2 separate regions of the Sus scrofa genome follow, and region 1 is linked to region 2. The links are chromatin contacts, called in public promoter capture Hi-C maps. All regions are on one chromosome and are shown on one strand. The core of a region is the stretch at or near the end of the contact, and the rest is flanking DNA. Distances in the headings are between cores, read along the strand shown. Region 1 holds the start of TSNAX (translin associated factor X). Region 2 holds the start of C14H1orf131.

The links. Promoter capture Hi-C pulls out the DNA fragments that hold promoters and counts their contacts.
Region 1: a promoter capture Hi-C map of liver shows a contact between it and region 2, with 4 times the contacts expected there. The contact joins the promoter of TSNAX here to the promoter of C14H1orf131 in region 2. A contact is called at or near these places in 1 of 5 promoter capture datasets (liver), 2 of 47 Hi-C or Micro-C datasets (heart right ventricle and liver) and 1 of 2 datasets of contacts at active chromatin or transcription factors (alveolar macrophages).

The regions. Positions count from the first base shown.
Region 1 is chr14:59,056,702-59,059,551 of Sscrofa11.1, reverse strand. It overlaps TSNAX (translin associated factor X), which reads left to right and starts at 1,252. Exons shown (of 6, transcript NM_001243607.2): 1 at 1,252-1,381; 2 at 1,789-1,893. The coding sequence starts at 1,366.
Region 2 is chr14:59,239,016-59,241,715 of Sscrofa11.1, reverse strand. C14H1orf131 reads right to left here and starts at 1,373. Exons shown (of 7, transcript XM_001925586.5): 1 at 1,055-1,373. The coding sequence starts at 1,373. It overlaps GNPAT (glyceronephosphate O-acyltransferase), which reads left to right and starts at 1,413. Exons shown (of 16, transcript NM_001185140.1): 1 at 1,413-1,490. The coding sequence starts at 1,413.

The DNA.
Region 1 (2,850 bases), core at 3-2,502, 180 kb after region 2:
ATTAAGGAGGAAAGACTGTATGTACAACACAGGACATTACGGGGGTTATTTGGGGAAAATGTAGTAAAAAAGTACTTGTGGTTTCCCTGCAAGCCCTGGGCCACACAACTAGTCAAGCCTCAGCCTGAGATTTTATCTAAAGAATGCTGGATTGCCACTCATTTGCCCATCTGGAAGATGGGAACGTCTGTTCACCGACAGTTAACGAGGCTTACAAGGGTGCTGTGCTAAGAACCTGTTGCGGTGGGCTGGACACAAAGTCTATAAAGACAGGGCAGTACCTGCCTACAATGAAATGCTCACAAGTTAGTGGAGCACACCTGCTATTATCATCACTGACCTCTCTCTTTTTGGAGAGCGATGGTGAGAGAAGGGTATCAAAATTTATATTTAGCGGAGTCTTCTGCGCCTCAATGGTAACTTATTTACTGGTCAAAGATCTTCCTAGGTGGGTCCTGCTTTCTCTCTTTTACAGATGAAACTAAGCTAGGGATGAAGTGCTTCCCCGAGGTCACACAACCACTCAGTGGCGGAGACCACCGTGAACGCGAGCTGTCTGGCTCCACGGTTCCCATAGAGGAGAAAGGCGGGAGGAGGCAGGAGGACGACGAGAATGGGAGAATGGGAGAGGGGCGAGGGGAGGAGTACACAGGGGCCCGTTTCCCTTCGTTAGAGAAAATGCCAGCAACGCCATCCACTTGTTGATTTGCACATTTCCATCACTTTAGCTGCCGGCGTCACTGCTAGGAATGGAAAACTGAAAGACTCCCCAACTCTTTAAGGTTTGGTTTGCTTCCCGAGAGGACATAGCCACAGGTGATGCGAATTGATGCCTTCTCTGTTCCCGGCGCCAGCCAGGCCGTCTGCGGCAACGAACTACAACCCCACCATGCACCGCGCGGTTCCGAGGGCCACGCCAAGGGAACAAGAGGGTGACCCAAAGGTGCCTTGAGGGGAAAAAAAAAAAAAAAATCACCTACATTTTCCTGGCTTTCCCACCTTCACGTTGACCTCACTCCCAGCACGGTCCGCCATATTTTTAAGTGAGCAGCTCATACAGAGAAGTGTGCCGAGTCTCTTCTGTCTTCAGGCATGACAGAGGGCAGGCTCGATGCCTGCGCGCGGGTGCGAGGTCCCCAGGCCAGGCGCGGGGCGGAGTCAGCAGCGGCTGGGCGGGGACGCAGACCGGAAATATGCGAGGGCAAGGGAGAAGCTTGAGTGGCTGCGGGCGCGCGCTTCCGGCCGGGGCGTCGACGTTGGCCGGCTGCGCAGGGCGCCGCTGCGGGCTCTTCGGCCACCACTTTACGCGTTCCGCTCGCCTCCAGGTTGCCAGTCTCGTCTCTTCTCGCCGTAGGCCGTGACGACATGAGCGGCAAAGAAGGTGGCGTCCTCGACAATTTGGGGCGTTATTTCTGTGTTTAGTCCAGGCTTCTGGTCACATTTCCCACTTCTCACCCTTGCGGGATGCCCTCTCACCCTGAAGGCTCGGGGCGGGGGTGCTGCCCTAGTGATTTTTGCGGCCACAGTGGCCTGTTTATGCCTCGTGTTTTCTTAAATTCTCGAGCCGTTTTTCATCTTAGTTCGATAGTTGCTCTGTAAGGAAGCCGTTAGTGGAGGCCCGGATGGTGAGCCTAAGGTTTGGGAGGACAAGGCAGGGTCCTTCTGCTGAGAAAGCCTCTCTGTGGATACCGGTTGTAGAGAAAGGAACGCGTTTGCCCGCTGTAAATTTTTGTCAGCTCTTGGTAATGGAAGAGCCCCGTCCAACCTTTTTTTCCTTCTCTATGTAAGGTTCAGGAGGGTTCAGGAAAAGGAAGCATGACAATTTCCCACATAACCAAAGAAGAGAAGGGAAGGATCTTAATTCATCTTCACCTGTGATGTTGGCCTTCAAATGTAAGTTCTCTGTCATGCAAGCTGGCGAAGGGAAGAGAACTAAAGAGCTTGTCACGAGGGTTACTTAGCCATGTCCTACACGTGAAAACAGCCGCCAGGAATTTTCCTGGAGGTGTTGGCGATGGTGCTAGGTCTGCCATGAAAGTTGAGATTACAAAAGTGTTGACTTTTTTTTTCCGCATTGCAGTTTCACAAGTAAACATTAGTTTACTAACATCAGACGTGCTACATAACGAAAAATTACTGAGTGATATGTAAATATATGTGTCAAGGGTGTGTGTATACATATATCTATTATGTATATATTTATGTTGGGTGTGTGTATATGTACCAACTGTATATGTGTATATCAGCGATGTGTGCATATACATCAGCTGTATGTGTACATATATTTAATTAATTTTAACGTGTTGGTTTTGTTTCCTTAGCTAGACTTTTGAAGACAGGGACTGGTTTTTTTTTTTGTTTTTTTGGTTTTTTTTGTCTTTTTGCCTTTTCTGGGGCCGCTCCCATGGCACATGGAGGTTCCCAGGCTAGGGGTCTAATCAGAGCTGTAGCTGCCGGCCTCCGCCACAGCCACAGCCACAGCAACGCGGGATCCAAGCCGCGTCTGCAACCTACATCACAGCTCACGGCAACGTCGGATCGTTAACCCCCTGAGCAAGGCCAGGGATCGAATCCGTAGCCTCATGTTTCCTAGTCGGATTCGTTAACCATTGAGCCACGACAGGAACTCCCAGGGACTGTATTTTATCTTTTCACAGAGTATGAATGCATTTCTATTAGTAAATCAAACGTGTATGTATTCACAGTTGCCCTTGTCTCAGCATGTTAACTTGGTCAAGTTGTTACTCATTTCAAAGAGAAACATAAAACAAAGTCCTCCCTCCTCTCTTCTGTCCAGCATCCTATCCTTATAGTTTTTGTGGTTTTGGAATCCATGAGGGGCTTAGTTAG
Region 2 (2,700 bases), core at 124-2,623:
TTGGAGCTACAGCTGCTGGCCTACGCCACAGACACAGCAACGCCAGATCAGAGCCACGTCTGTGACCTACACCACAGCTCACGGCAACGCCGGATCCTTAACCCACTGAGTGAGGCCAGGGATCAAACCCACAACCTCATGGTTCCTAGTCCAATTCATTTCCACTGCACCAAGACAGGAACGCCTGTTTTGTAGTAATGGTCTTAATGGCAATATCTGTTTCCTAGGATTGCTGTGGAAATTAAATGAGTAAATACATGAAAAACATGGAGTATATGGTAAATGCGCAATACTTTTGAAGCTATTATTCCCACTGATTAATGAGCTTAGAATTTTGAGCCCCAAAATAAACTAGTAAGATCACACTACAAATTGAAGAAACATGTTTGGCTTTTAAAGGCACTTTTCCCTTAAGATTACCTGTGGTGCAGGAACAAGTGATGTCACCTTCCCTGGGGCAAGTTCTTCAGAGTGTGCGGAACTTCTAACTGAAGTGCCAAGCGCATATATATTCAGTGGTAAGCCTTTTTATTTTTCTCTTCCCCAATCAAGATAAAGGAGAGCATAAGTCCGCCAACTTATGGGTGAAAGGTCGTGAAAAGCTTCATGTGCAAACGATGGCAGGGAACACCAAAGGATGAGGCCCTCAGGACAAGGTGGCATCATGCCCCAGGGTTAGGCGGGTCTGTGGGGTGGCGTGGGGGAAAGGGGGCTTCCCAGAAGTCCGGAATAAGTGAAAAAGATGCTATTTCGAGAGCCCAAGGTTCTGTGGACATCTCCCCGTTAGGTCCGAAAGGTCTGGCGCTTCCCACAAGCAAGCGGATTGGTCCCCACACTCAGGGACGAGTTGGGAGGTTTGATTCATAAAGACAACTCAACAGAGCCGGGTCGTGGGGGAAGGAGAAGGGTGATCTCAGACGGACCCACTGTCGGAACCAGTTTGGAGGAGCTGATCTTTAGCTTGAGAGAGGGCGCCGGCCCAATTCGGTGCGCACTGGAGACCCTCGGCTTCTCAAGTTCGCTCTCCACGTGGGTTCCGAGGCCCCGCACTCACCAAAATCGTAGAGGTTCTGGAGCAGAGCATCCAGCAGGGTCTGAGAGCCGGGAGACGCGGGGGTGGGTAGGCCCGGATCCTGCGCCATCGTGGGGCCGGCCACGAGGAAGGAGCCCCGGACTCGCGCCGTGCGGCGCCCAGCTTCCGGGGTCTGACGAGCTGCGCGCGCGCCACAAGTCCCCGCGCGGCTTCCGTCCTGGCTAAGATGGCGGCGCCCGGGGTGTCTTGGAGCGGCCGCAGAGGGTGCTGCCGCCCGAGGCGAGGTCGGGCCGCCCCGCGCGGAAGAACCGCCCCCAGCGGCAGTAGCACCACCGTCTAGCTAAGAATTCCAGTTCACGCCCGGAACTGCAGCTGCAGTATGGATTCTTCCAGTTCATCCAACTCTTGTTTCTCCGTTGGCTCCACCAGTCCCGGCGCTGTCTTGCTCCTCTACTCGGTAGGTACCCAGAGTAGCACAAGGTCCCGGGCGGGGCCGCGAGAGACGACCCCTCCCTCCTCCCGTTCCCGACTGCCTCGGGGCTGCGACCCCCTAGCCCAAAAGAGTGGGTCCAGAGACCCCCTGGAGGGGTTAGGTGGTTCATTTGGTTTCCAAGGCAACGGTGTATCGCCGCGTGTGTGATGTCAATGTGCTTTTAGAAGTTTCTCCCGGTGATGGTTCCTCTGGTTCCTTTCCACTCGTTCCTTCCCTTTCACTCCGCCCGGCGCTGGGCCTTCAGAAGCACCTGACCCACGGACGAGAGGAGGGATCTGGGGTCTCTCCGTCTGCAGCCCGGGCGCGTCGGGCTACCTTCTGGGCAAACGTGAGAAGCCTGCAGTCTGACTCCGCCTCAGCTAGCCAGTGGCTGTCCAAGCCGCTCTTTTGTGGCTGTGATATTCCCGGGAGGAAAAGTATTTGGCTTGAGGGTGGGCATCGACATTCTTTATGTTTTTAACCTAAGAAGATTTGGAACTTCTGGAAATTTCTATCGTGTTTTTGTCTTCCATCCTCATTGCACTTTTTCTACAAGTCGTTTTGGAAGACAACTAATGCCACCCAGTCTATCTACAATTTGTCCTTTCACCACCCACCCCAATCCCCTTTCCTGACTTTAGCCGGCCTTTTTTTGTTTGTTTTGTTTTTTTGTTTTGTTTTGTTTTTAACCAACGGAATGTTGGTCATTCACAATTTTTGTAGAGAAATTCTTAAGTGGAAGCTTTGTAGCTCTCAGGATTTACAACCCTGGGCAACTGACTTTTTTTTGTTAAACCACTAAATTAGTTTTTATTTGCTTTAGGAGGAAATAAAAGAATGCACTTTAAAGGCATATTACCTTGTACTGGCTTAAATATAATGTTAATTTATGTAGGAAGGGGTAACAGGAAAACAAAAGAACAAGATAACCTAGTTTCTTTTTTTCTTTTCTTTTTGTTGGCCACAAGGAGCAATGGCTTGATATGAGATTTCAGTTCACAGACAGGGATTGAACCCCAACACAGCAGTGAAAGCACCAAGTCCTAGCCGTTAGATCACCAGAGAACTCCCAGCAAACCAGTTTCAAAAGAGAATATATAGAGAGTTCCTGTTGTGGCTCAGCAGTAACGAATCCAGCTAGTATCCATAAGGATGTGCATTGCATCCCTGGCCTCACTCAGTGGGTTAAGGATCC